Linked DNA regions of Sus scrofa: all the other regions are linked to region 1. The links are chromatin contacts, called in public targeted proximity ligation maps. All regions are on one chromosome and are shown on one strand. The core of a region is the stretch at or near the end of the contact, and the rest is flanking DNA. Distances in the headings are between cores, read along the strand shown. Region 1 has its middle 60 kb from the start of ST3GAL5. Region 2 holds the start of POLR1A (DNA-directed RNA polymerase I subunit RPA1). Region 3 overlaps POLR1A (DNA-directed RNA polymerase I subunit RPA1). Region 4 overlaps POLR1A (DNA-directed RNA polymerase I subunit RPA1).

What was found.
Region 2: a contact with region 1 is called in a targeted proximity ligation map of skeletal muscle, with 6 times the contacts expected there. A contact is called at or near these places in 4 of 5 promoter capture datasets (fetal liver, fetal skeletal muscle and liver), 4 of 47 Hi-C or Micro-C datasets (adipose tissue, blood, fetal skeletal muscle and 1 more) and 2 of 2 datasets of targeted methods (alveolar macrophages and skeletal muscle).
Region 3: a contact with region 1 is called in a targeted proximity ligation map of skeletal muscle, with 6 times the contacts expected there. A contact is called at or near these places in 1 of 47 Hi-C or Micro-C datasets (embryonic fibroblasts) and 1 of 2 datasets of targeted methods (skeletal muscle).
Region 4: a targeted proximity ligation map of skeletal muscle shows a contact between it and region 1. A contact is called at or near these places in 6 of 47 Hi-C or Micro-C datasets (alveolar macrophages, blood, epiblast stem cells and 2 more) and 1 of 2 datasets of targeted methods (skeletal muscle).

What each region holds. Positions count from the first base shown.
Region 1 is chr3:58,921,302-58,924,425 of Sscrofa11.1, forward strand. No RefSeq gene overlaps it. Among named protein-coding and RNA genes, the nearest start is that of ST3GAL5, 60 kb to the left of the region's middle.
Region 2 is chr3:58,668,946-58,672,069 of Sscrofa11.1, forward strand. POLR1A (DNA-directed RNA polymerase I subunit RPA1) reads left to right here and starts at 1,432. Exons shown (of 34, transcript XM_005662406.3): 1 at 1,432-1,780. The coding sequence starts at 1,704. It overlaps PTCD3 (pentatricopeptide repeat domain 3), which reads right to left and starts at 1,268. Exons shown (of 24, transcript NM_001243030.1): 1 at 1,146-1,268. The coding sequence starts at 1,249.
Region 3 is chr3:58,731,323-58,734,446 of Sscrofa11.1, forward strand. POLR1A (DNA-directed RNA polymerase I subunit RPA1) reads left to right here. Exons shown (of 34, transcript XM_005662406.3): 22 at 1,008-1,173; 23 at 1,990-2,211; 24 at 3,045-3,124. Among named protein-coding and RNA genes, the nearest start is that of POLR1A, 63 kb to the left of the region's middle.
Region 4 is chr3:58,748,395-58,751,518 of Sscrofa11.1, forward strand. POLR1A (DNA-directed RNA polymerase I subunit RPA1) reads left to right here. Exons shown (of 34, transcript XM_005662406.3): 32 at 1-94; 33 at 575-739; 34 at 1,060-2,047. The coding sequence ends at 1,160. Among named protein-coding and RNA genes, the nearest start is that of POLR1A, 80 kb to the left of the region's middle.

The sequences.
Region 1 (3,124 bases), core at 275-2,774:
TCTGAAATCAAGGACCACTTGGTTTTAACTACGTTCTAACTCCAGTGCTTTGGGACTTGATATCAAAGGGATTGTTGAATTTGCCTCATTTCTGTCTCAGCAGCACCAGCGTCTAGGAGGATTTCTAGAAATGGATTTATTCTCCTTGGCAGGTTGACAGCATCCAAGTGTGGGTTACTTTTCATCCTTTCCTGGGGACACTTCAGATAAGTCCACTGAAAGGCGAAGAAAGGACTTAACTGAGGGTTCTGACCACCTGCATCTCAGCCCACTGCTACTTCAAAAGTCTCTGTAGAGGAGTTCCCATCGTGGCGCAGTGGTTAACGAATCCGACTAGGAACCATGAGGTTGCGGGTTCGATCCCTGGCCTTGCTCAGTGGGTTAACGATCCGGCGTTGCCGTGAACTGTGGTATAGGCTGCAGACTCGGCTCGGATCCCGAGTTGCTGTGGCTCTGGCGTAGGCCGGCGGCTACAGCTCCGATTGGACCCCTAGCCTGGGAACCTCCATATGCTGCGGGAGCGGCCCAAGAAATAGCAAAAAGACAAAAAAAAAAAAAAAAAGTAAAAAGTCTCTGTAGAATTTTCCCCAAACCTCTCTCCAAAAAATGCCAGTTCTGATTTTCTTCCCTTCTTCCTCCTCTCTGCCCACCCCCACCTCCTGCTCACATCCTGTCTCAAATATTGATTTAACTTCTCTCCATCTAGAATGAATCCTTCCTCTTCAGGTCATTGGCAAATTTGGGCTGACAATTGAGGAGATTCTGGCCTGGAGCAAGGAGCCAGATTCAAAAACCACAGCCTTGTTTGGATTTGTCAAATGTCAAAACTTCCTGCAGAAACAAAGGACTATCCAATTTCTATTTTCTAATTTTGAATACCGCTGAAAAAAGAGAACAGGATTTTAAATAGCATTTAACACTGAGATATGAAATAGAAGAAAATCTTACTTAGATCATTTTTCACTTCTTGAGGCTTTTTGAAGTCTCCGTGTACATCAAGAGATAACATGACCTCCTTTGCATAACAAACTTGGTTTAAGTAACCCTGCAACTGTCTGGCCTAACACCCTGGGGAAACCCCAAAACTCTAATAACACCCACAGATGCAGCTTTGTTGTAAGAGAGAAAGGAGAGGGAAATATTTTGAAGTGTTTTTCTTATGGGCTAACAGTCCAAAAGTTGGTGTGTCCACAGAGACGGCGCGGCCGGGCACTTGTCCACCGTCAGTTCTTGGGGTGCCTTCATGGTGTTGTCTTTATCTGGTTCAGAGATCTGTTGGCTCTTCTTCTGGGAGAGCTCTCACCAGGTCAGAATGAAGGCCAGGCTGAGCCTTACCTGCTCCGGATGCAGCCCCACATTTACCAAAACTTAGAATGGAAATCAAAACCAATGACTGTTTTATTTTTAAACACACAAAAATATACCAGCTCCCAGAATATGAAAGTGAGACTAACAGTGCGAGCCCTTTTGCTGACTCAGTTCTGCGGCTCTAGCTAACCATTCTCTGGCTAACCACTCTGGCAGACCATTCTGTTCTGAACACCATGTGTTCAAATGCTGGAAACAGTTGATGCAGAGTCCACAGTTCCAGACAGATGCTCTTGGTTATATCTTAGTACTCAGCGGGTCTACCCTAAGGGTACCTCTGCCTTGTGGCAGCTGGTGCCAGCTCCTCTGCTGCTTTGCAGGCTTGGCCACCCTTAGTCCCATTAGCCTTCCAAGAGCCCAGGCTGGACCCTCATGGATAGGCTGCATCCTGATGGACAGGCTGCACACAGAATGGACCCTGTCCTAGAGGGAGTTCAGCCCAGAGCGAAAAAGATGTTACAGAGGAGAACATGACAGCATGGCGTTAGAGCACAGAGGAGGGTACCGTGAAGCACGTGGAGGATGCCAGGGAAGTCAGCCCGGGACCAAAGCAGGAGAAGTGGGGAGGAGTGGGGTAGCAGAGAGAACAGATTTCTGTGACAGCATGAAAGCTTTATCAGAGCAAACGCAACAGGTAGGTACAGATAGGCTCAGGGTAAGACTTCTAGAGGGAGGAAGCCGGTGGTCCAGGCTAAGATGAACGTCAGGGTAAAACGCAACCTGGAGCCACGAGCGGATGTTAATAGAAAAGCAGCTTGATTCAATTGAAACTGAAACACACCTTTGTGGCGGCAGGTGGAAAGAAAACGGGGTGGGGTGAGTGGGAAACCCAGGACGGTGATTTCACCGTGAGCAAGACTGAAAAGTAAGTGGACCAGGTGGGCTGGACCTGGTGGGCAAGGAGGTAGCCCTACCTCGGCCGGGACACCCCTGAAGGCTTCGGGGAAAACCACAGCCCCTCTCTGGGTTTCTCATCTGTTAAACAGGGCATGGGGTAGGGGTAGAGACGCAGCACTCAATTTCTAATTAATAGAAAGAAAACTCCTACACGAAAACGAGCGGCTGTTAGAATGGGGCACAGCGCCACCTAGTGTCCATGTGGTGTGTGCGCAGCTCTCCGAGCCCTGGGCTTCCAGGCAGCCCCCAGCGCCCAGGTGGGACCTGTTCCACCTGGAAGGTCAGGATTCTTCTGTGGCTAGGGCACTTCCCTCCTTCCTGCACTGTTCCTGACCACTTCTCCTTGGTCTCACATTCCCACGCTTCTTCCCTCGATCCTCTTTTCTTTTCCCCTTAATCTCTCCATGAATCACACTTTGATCCTGACTCTCTTTACTCCCATGCCCCAGTCTGCAGTACAGCCTCCCCATCAAGTCTCCAGAGCCCCGGCCCAGCATGTCACCTTCTTCAGGACATTTCCTTCTCCCCAGCTAGCCTGGACTTCACCCTTCAAAGGCCTAAAGTGCTCTGTTTGGAGTTCCCGTCGTGGCTCAGTGGTTAACAAATCTGACTAGGAACCATAGGGTTTAGGGTTCGATCCCTGGCCTTGCTCAGTGGGTTAAGGATCCGGTGTTGCCATGAGCTGTGGTGTAGGTTGCAGACTCGGCTCAGATCCCGCATTGCTGTGGCTCTGGGGTAAGCCGGCGGCTACATCTCCAATTAGACCCCTAGCCTGGGAACCTCCATATGCCACAGGAGTGGCCCTAGAAAAGGCAAAAAGACAAAAAAAAAAAAAAAAGAAAAAAGAAAGTTTTCTGTT
Region 2 (3,124 bases), core at 182-2,681, 250 kb before region 1:
TGCTATCTTGTGTATTTCCTTCCTAAATGGCATTGGTTATCACTCAGAAGATTGCCAAGTTGTTACTGGACGATTACTTCCTCTACTGGTTATGTTTGATCTCAGACACCATTTTAAAATTACACTTCCCCGATAGGGATCGACTTTAGGACGGGATGAACTCTTTCAAATTGTGCTGTTTCTCATGACATGTATGTGCAGAACACACACACTGCTGTCTTCTGGATGAATGCTGACAGGTGCTGCTGTTAAAGCAAAAGAAACATGTAGAAAAATATAAACTTTGGGGACTTCCAGGAAAGGAACTGGGATTGAACAGCAGCAGTGAGGCTGCTGCAGTACCAGGTGGAGCGTTTTCTCTTTCGTTGTGAGGAGAGTTGGAGGAGAGTATTATATATAAAACTTATACTGTAAATTAAACATTCCATTCATTCCTCACAACTTTTCAGATGACTATTACTAGCACCCACCTTCACATAAAGGTATTTATCTCCTACCACCTCGCAAAGGAAATGGCAAACGGTGAATTTAAAACTAGGTCGTTTTCAAACTTTTTACAACAAATTCCCGTCTCTCATACTTCCAACAACACCACTGTTTGTACTGAGTGGGAAAAAAACCACACAAATGATACATATGCCAAGCTTTAACAATCACAGCAATCCTATTCAGAACTTTTAGACTTTTCTGTTTTTATGGACACCTAGATGATTTCTTTGGCCAAACAACCAGCATACAACGGAATCCATAATCTGCCTTTAATTTGATAAGACCTGATTTACCCTGGTCCTCTCCGGCGGGTGAAAACAGATAAGGGACGATAAAATTTTTTACTTAAAGCTTGTGGCGGGGTTGCTAATAACCACACTCACTAAAATGCAAGCTCAACAACATCGGGACCCTAATCTTGCCAAGAATTTTAATCCCGGCGTATGCCAAGCAAGCAAAAAATATCCCTTTAAGAAGTGCTTTTGGATCCCTCATTCAAGGACGCGGGATCCACGTGCCGGGCTTCCCCGGTACGCGGCCGCAAGCGCGCGCAATCTTCTCCAGTACCTTGTTCCCCAGCTCTCAGGGGGAAAGAAGATACACAAGGCCAAGTTGATCCCAGGGTCTTTTTCAGGGGTCCTCCAAGTTTCTCTTACCTGCTTCTGGGGGTCCGTCCACATGGACCCACCCGCCGACCCGTCAGAGGTAAGCAAAGCCCGCTGCGGACCCCCAGCCAGCGAGCCGAGGCCACAGCCGCCATCTTTGGTGTCTTCGCATAGCATGCTGGGAAAGCACGCCCTCCACCTTAAGAGGGAGGTGGGCGGGGACTAGCTCGGCTATTGGCTGAGACCGACAAGACGAAAGCCATCGTAAAAAAGGTTTCAAACTCATGGTTTGAAATACTTTATATGGGAAGTTAAAGGCTCTACAAGCCTAATTTTCCTCTAAGACATTTCCAAAAAGTATCAATTCTATGTTTTATATGTCTTCAATCGTTTTCAAGATAAAAGGGAGAACAAGAGTCGTGAAATTATTTTCCTTCCCCCCTCAACAGAAGTAAACTCGTCCATGTACTGCTCCTTCCAGCGAGCATTTCTCCCGCGCAAGCGCAGTTTAAATCACGTGGTGGTAGCGGGCTTGAGGCCCCGTTAAGACCTTACCCGTGGCCGCTGGAATATCTGTCTGGGTAGCAGAGCTTGGAACCGACCTGGAGGATGTTGGGCTCAAAGAACATGCCCTGGCGGCGGCTGCAGGGCATTTCCTTCGGGATGTATTCAGCCGAAGAGCTCAAGTAAGGAGTTGGTGGGGAGCACGCAGAACCTCTTGCGGTCGGGGCCGTAAACTACCGTTTCCAGAAGGTCTTGAGCCCAGTTGCTCCTCTCTGGCCCTGGCTTTCTGGCGCGTGGCCTGCTGGGACTCGTAGTCCCGGGAACGTCTTGCGCTCTCAGGCATTGCCTAGAGCAGAGCGTGGCTGGGGTAGTAGAGTTTGTATGTGGGGAGGTGAAGGTTCCCAGATTGCAGCGTTATCATCTTCCAGTCTTTTTCGCTAATTAGCCAACCTTTGTGGAGTTACTATAATTATCTGACGCGGTTTGCTAAGCACATGATTCTTCTTCTCGTCTATAAAATGGTTATTCTTCAAGGCTCCTTTCAGAAGACAACTTCTCTCTCTTGGGACCTTTCTATATTTTCCGCCTATATACTAAATCAAAAGGGTTCTCTTAAATCATTTTGATCACTGCAGCATTTGACAATCTTCATATTTTCCAGGACCATATTGTCTTTAGATTTTATTTTTGCGACAAGTACTTCTTTCTTACTCCTTTACTCAACCAGTTTATCAACCCACAAACATTTATCCATCATCCCGTTTTTGCCTGGCATTCGTGACACATTGGTGAACAAAGGCTTTGTATTCATAGCTTATCTTAGAATTCTTCTCAGACTCCTTAACTAATTCGGCTTTTCCTTAAATCTTGCAATCCCTCGAGATTCTATTCTTTTTTTTTTTTTTTTGCTTTTTAGGGCCGCACCCAAGGTATATGGAGGTTCCCAGGCTAGGGGTCTAATCAGAGCTATATCTGCCAGTATACACCACAGCCACAACGCCAAATCCCAGCCATGTCTGTGACCTACACCATACTCATGGCAACGCCGGATCCTTAATCCACTGAGCAAGGCCAGGGATTGAACTGCAACCTCAGGGTTACTAGTCAGATTTGTATCTGCTGCTGTGAAACTCCTCAAGATTCTGTTCTGATCATACAGCTTTCTTGTCCTAATTGTCCTGCTTAGACACATTCACCGTTTTCATGATTAATACTCAAATTTAAATCTCCAGCACAAATTTCTTTTCCCTGTTTTTCAGACTCATGTTTTCAGCTGTGTTCTAGACATCTCTACTTGAATTTCACACAGAGGTCTTAAACCTATGAGATACACCAAAAACTCAGCAACAGCCCCTCTCCCCCGCAACGGAGGGAGAACTTGCTCCTCCAAAATAGTGTACCTAGGCTCGTACAAAATAATTACAGTTTTGTGACATGACACAAATTCTAGACCTGTTTCTCCTGACATCTAATTTGCCTATTGGGCCCTTGCTTTGTGTCACCTACATATCTAATTATTCTCTACT
Region 3 (3,124 bases), core at 374-2,873, 190 kb before region 1:
GGCTGGAGGAGGCCAGCGCAATCACCCATGCCACCTCCTGAGGGTGGCGATGGAAGGGAAGAAGCTGACGTGGCAAGCACCCAGGGCAGGACATGTCTGACCCAGCTGGCTTTTTAGGCCCCGTGGCACTGCAGTGGCACGGGGTCCAGAAAACCAGATGCTGCATGGGGGGAGAGGAGGGGAGGCATGGCTGGTGTGAGGGGGCAGTGGCAGGATATGCAGGTGGATACGTTCCAGGGTGGGGGGCCTGAGGCTAGGGAGAGGCCTGGAGATGCAGCCTATGGGGCTGGTGCTGATGCTGAGAGCTGCAGCCCCAGGGGTGACCAGTGCCTCAGCATCTTTAGCAAAGGGGACCTGAGTGCCCAACACTAGCCTTGCCTGACCCAGGCTGTGTACCAGCAAGACAGTGTGATTAACGCTGAGCTCTGTCCTTGGAGCTCAGGGGAACAGTAGCTCCCAGGAACCTTCCTCTTAAGGTGGTAGGAGGAGAAGCCAAGGCAAGGTGCCAGAGAAGTAGGCTGAGGCCAGCCCTGGGGCCACAGAGGGAGAGGCTGAGGGAGGCAGCTGACCACTGGGAGCGCCGAGGAGGAAAGGCTCCGGCAGGGGTATCACGTCAGCATTTAGTTCCTAGTGTCCCCTTTGTCCTGACAAGCTCTGGGTTGATGGCATTGGATGGGGAGGCTGCCCCGCTGCTTTGCCTGCCTTGTGGACCTAAGGACACGGGTCCCCAGGGAGCTCTGCCATCCCAGAGAGGAAAAGGGCCAGCAGTTGCCCCGCAGCAGGGGCCGGAGATAGGAGCCAAGGCAGAGCAGAGGCAGCCAACTCCTCAGGCTGTGACCTCTGACGGGAGCAATGCCATAGGTCAGAGCCAGGGGCACGGGGGCCATCCTGCCCCGGAGGCTTGCTCAGCTGCAGTACAGTCCCCTTTCTGCCTTCCACCGCCCCGCCAGAGGCCGCCCTGTGAGGGGACGAGCCCAGTGGGCACTGAGCCGCTGGTGTCTGTACAGGTGCATCATCAAGCACCTGGAGGGGCTGGTCGTCCAGTATGACCTGACGGTCCGGGACAGCGACGGCAGCGTGGTGCAGTTCCTGTACGGGGAGGACGGCCTGGACATCCCCAAGACACAGTTCCTGCAGCCCAAGCAGTTCCCCTTCCTTGCCAGCAACTACGAGGTAGGACTGCCAACCCCCCGCGCCAGCGGGTGGTGGCCCGGGGCCGTGCGGTGGGCCTCCCACCCTGAGCTTTGCCACCCACTCAGAGTGGCTGCTAAAGTCTAGAGTGCGAAGAGCTTACAAGCACCAGGCGATGCCTTAACACCTGACATCTTCAGAGCCCCTCTGTTCTCTGTGAGGTGGCAGAGAGGCTCTCACTCTTCTAGAGCAACAGCCCCAAGTGGTTGTTGCTGCTGCCTGCTTCCCCCTCCCTGCAGCCTGGGTCTCAGGTGCTTCTTTCCCCATTTTATAGCTGAGGCGACTGAGGAAGAGCTTAAGTCACTGGCTGGGGCGGGGGGGTGCCAGGGCTTGTGTCTGCACCTGGGCTCTCTGACACACAGGCTCATGGTTTTCATACCTCACCTCGCTGCCCCAAGAGTGACTGTTAGTGAGCAGTCACTAACAGCCTGAGGGGTTGGCTGCCTTAGTCACTCCGTTTGGCAGATTGGGTGGTTGAAGCTGCCATGACCTCTCCAGGGTCGTACAACAGATGGTCAAATAGAAAGTTATGCCCCGAGGCTGGCTCCTCTCCACCTTGGCTCTTGTCTCCTCCTCCTTTCTTCCCTTTCTTCCCAGAAATTCCATGTTCTGGAAGGATTCTGAGTGTGCTGGTCTCTCCCCGTGAGCTCAGCTCCCAAGTCTGCTTGGCGCAGAGTTAGGCCCCGCCGAGAGGCATTGTGCAGGCTCCATACAGGCCACCGCCGAAGTTGCGTGAGGTGGCCCATGTGTCACGCCCACCCTCATCCCTTTTTGTTCTTGTGTGTGTGGTTCGTTTAGGTGATAATGAAATCGAAGCATCTCCGTGAGGTTTTATCCAAAGCAGAGCCCAAAAAAGCTCTCCGCCACTTCAGAGCCATCAAGAAATGGCAAAGCAGACATTCTAACTCCCTGCTGAGGGAGGGCGCCTTCTTGAACTATTCCCAGAAGATTCAGGCAGCTGTGAAAGCTTTGAACCTCGAGGGCGCAAACCAGAACGGCCGCAGCCCTGAGACTCACCAGGTGATTACTGCGGGCGATACTGGGGGCCGGGGCTTCAGGGATGAAGGTTTTTTCCTCCGTGGAAGGTACCAGTAACGAAGTGTGGTGTCCTTCGCTGTCAGTCAGGGAACAAATGGCACTCAAATAAGAATTTATAGAGGGAAATCTTTACAAAGGTGTGAGCAGGGTTTCAGGACGCTAACCGGGGCTGGAAAGGGGGGGTTCCCCACCTGCCGAAGGCAGGAACAGCCACCAGGAGTGGAGAGGGTGGTAGTGGGCAGAGGCCCTCAGCAGAGGCCCAGGCTCCTCAGAGACCCCCTAAGAGGAGCTAAGGAAAGATGCCCAGCCTCCCTCTCCTCCCACCCGCCCCTTTGCTCCTGGAACCTCCATCAGCCAAATGCAACTGGGTGCTATGGAACAGCTTTGGGGCATGGAGCATGTGAAAACCTGGATGGGGGACAAGCGGGGCTCCAGCACAGTCACCTGGCTTGTGACTGTGGCCTGGTTGCCCTGGGACAGCCCGGGCTTTGCCTCTCATGCCGGTATCATTAGTAGTAGCGCCCCACGTTACTCGACAAGAACCTGCTTGGACAGGAACTCCTGCAATCACCGTGCCTGTGCTTAAACAGGCTGGGACCAGTTGCTCAAAGTCATGGTCATGCAGTGCCCCCTGGGGTGGTTCAGTTTCTCCTCATTTTAAATGTCGAGATGCTTTTCTCATCGCAGTCAGGCTTCAGTCTCTTTCCCCCGCTCTCCTTTGAAGCCTTTGAGCTTCCTTCTCCTGCTGGGTGTCCCAGCAGAGAAGCCCCGTCCTGGTGTCCTCCAACCTGGCTGAGGCCCATCCTTCCTTTCAGGTGTTGAGGATGTGGAGTGAGTTGGATGAGCAAAGCCGAAGGAAATACCAGAAGAAGGCGGCTCCTTGTCCCGACCCCAG
Region 4 (3,124 bases), core at 422-2,921, 170 kb before region 1:
TCCAATGACATCCACGCGATGGCCAACACATATGGCATCGAGGCAGCGCTGCGGGTGATCGAGAAGGAGATCAAGGACGTGTTCGCCGTGTACGGTAGGTGGGGCCTCCCCGTCCGTCCAGTTCCGCAGGAAACTGAAATTTGGGCTCAGCAAGCATGGTGCCCATGGGGACCCTCAGAGCAACCATGGGGCAGGGGTCATTGGCAGGGCAGTCGTGGGTCCCGTCCCTGAGGCCCCACCCCCAGCATTTCTCACCCACTGGCCTCTGAGGGAGCTTCCACTTCCCCATCTAGCCCTCTGGGTTTCAGTTCCTCAGTGCAGACAATGCTGTTAGGCTCTTGTGTCCCACAAGGCTGCCTCCTGCGCTTCGGGATGGAAGTGCAGAGAAAGCTGTGATGACGGCGAGGGGGTAAATGGGGGCTGCCCAGCCCAGGCCCAGGGTTAGGGAGCTGAGTGAGTAGGTGACAGAGCTGGGAGGGGACAAGCTTGAGCACTGCCGTGTGTCAGGTGATGCCGCCCCAACTGTCCCCTCGTCACTGCTTAACCCTTCCCGCTGTTGCTACCCATGTGACAGGTATCGCCGTGGACCCCCGCCACCTCTCCCTGGTCGCTGACTATATGTGCTTCGAGGGTGTTTACAAGCCACTGAACCGCTTTGGGATCCGGTCCAACTCCTCCCCTCTGCAGCAGATGACGTTTGAAACCAGCTTCCAATTTCTGAAGCAGGCCACCATGATGGGTCAGTCCCCTCTCCCGAGCCTGCTCTGGGCACCTTTCCTCACACCTCCCATGCTGGGGAGGCCTTGAAGGCTCATGAAGCAGCTGGAGTAGGGGGAGCAGATGGAAAGCTGCCTCTGGCTTTTGAAGGAAAGGGTGAGGGGCTTCCTCTCTCTGAAAGGCAGAGGCAATGCTGCCCCAGAGCCTCAGGACCACTCCTCGTGACCTCAGGCTCCCATCCACCCAGCCTCAGTTGAGCCCCCCCGAACCCCTTACCTCACCCCCAACTTCTCCCTCGGTTACCACCCAGCCGCCTCACAAGCGTTCCTGTGTCTTTCCCAGGGTCCCACGACGAGCTGAGGTCTCCGTCCGCCTGCCTCGTGGTCGGGAAGGTTGTCAGAGGTGGGACGGGCCTGTTTGAGCTCAAGCAGCCCCTGAGATAACAGCCTCCATGCACCCTGCGCCTGGCCTGCTGAGAACCAGGGACTGGTGACAGCGCAGAGCCTGGCAGTAACCTTGGGGGAGTCCAAAGAGCAACTGGCCTCTGGGCTGGACCAGCTTCACCTGGGAAGTGGCTGCATTGCTCATCCTTGCTCCCCTCCATCTCAGGATGCAAACATTCTCCTCCAAGTCAGTCATCAAGGTGGCCAGACCTCCCCGCTGTGCTACAGGAGGCCTCAGAGGGGGAATCCCTGCCCCCCGACCCCCCCACCCCAGGGTAGAGAGGACTCACTGCTATGAATAGGCAGTGACCACAGCCAGGATTCCTGGGACTCAGGCCATTCTTGCTGCCCCACAGCCCACTCCTCCCAGCTGCACCAGCCCCTGGGGAAAGACTTCCCAAGGAGGCTTCCGCTCAGCCTCTTTCCCTGGATGAAGCACAGCATGGCAGAGACCTCCACCCACGCAGCTTTTGTGCCTGAGGCAGAGCCCTGGCCCTGCTGGTGTGTGGCTACGTGTCCTTCTAGACCAGATCAGCCCTGAGTCTGGGGCTGGTCTCTCTGGGGCCACAGCTGCTCACTCCACGCAGAAAACCCTGAATCGCCAGTCCAGCCGCCTCTTTTGAACAAGTTGCTGGGCTCCCTGCCTTGCTCTGCTCTCAGTCTAGCACTGAGGCCTGCATCCCTCTCTACAGGCTGTACCCCATCCGGGGTCGTCCGGCCTCCCCTGATCTCTGGCACCAGCAGCAGGGGGCCCTGGCATGAACAGAAAAGTCAGAGGACTTGTCCCAAGACTTTGTAAAATCAGGGGCTGGTTCTATTTTTGTCTAATGTTATTCCAGCTCAGGCTGAGTAATAAACATCACTGGGAGGGAAATTTTTTTCAAATATTTGGGACTTTTTGGTTATGTGCTCAGCTTGCCATTTCTGCATTTGTGATTTGAGGACTCAAGACTGAGATTTCTCAGCAGTCCTGTCTCGGGTTCCTCTTCCTGTTTCGTTGGGGTTTTTTTTGTTTTTTTTGTTTTTTTGTTTTTTTTAAGGCGGCGGGGGTGGGGGGGTTTCCCTTGGCAGAGGATGTGGGAGAAAGCTCAGCCTGGCAGCCTCCCGCTCTGACACCAGCCTGCTCCTGTGGTGTCCCCTGCCACAGCCGCTTCTGGCTCTGAGTTTGGGAGCGCAGAGCAAGTGGGTGGGAGCTGTGTGTGTCTGGGATGGAAAGGGAGAATGACCACGCTGCTTCCTCAGACACACAATGGGACCCAGCCTGTGTATCCTGGGCCTGCACCAGGGAAGACAGCTTCTGAAGGACGCAGGAAGAAGGATTAGGATGGGACCCTGTACCACAGGCTGAGATATGTGTTCTCGGAGTTAAAGGGCCAGTTTACTGCTTGATAATATCCACTCATACTAGAATCGTAGGGGAGGTCCTTAGAGGAGGTTTCAGGTACCCATTGGACAAGTGAGCTTGGGGTTGGTTACCCGGCCAACATGGCTCAACCCCACCAGGGCACTGCGGGCAAGAAGGGGGAGGAGCGAGTCCTGAATGTGGATAGGGCATGGATCGTGCATGCTCAAATCAGACCCCAGACCTGCGTCGGAAGCGGAGGTGACGGCCCCCTTCCCTTTCTGCCCGACCCTCAACCCTCCAAGTGTGTCCTGGGCTTAAAGTGGGATATCCCTGGTTCGCAAGCAGACGCTCAAAACCTCTTACATCTTGGTGGACCAGAGATCCTCCCCTTGCTCCCCCACAAGATTTACACACTCCCTTCAGCAGCTCTCTGTTCAGAAGCCTCCATGGTGGCCTCTTTTGCCGGTTAGACAGCTCATTCTTAGAACTATTCTCAGTATTGTAAATGCTTTTTTCTGAGGGCACAGTTGGTTTTTGGAAAGAGCCACAAGTAGGTCCACATCCGATCTAAGGGAGAGAACAGATCAAGCTGCACGGTCATTTTATTTATTTTTTTAAA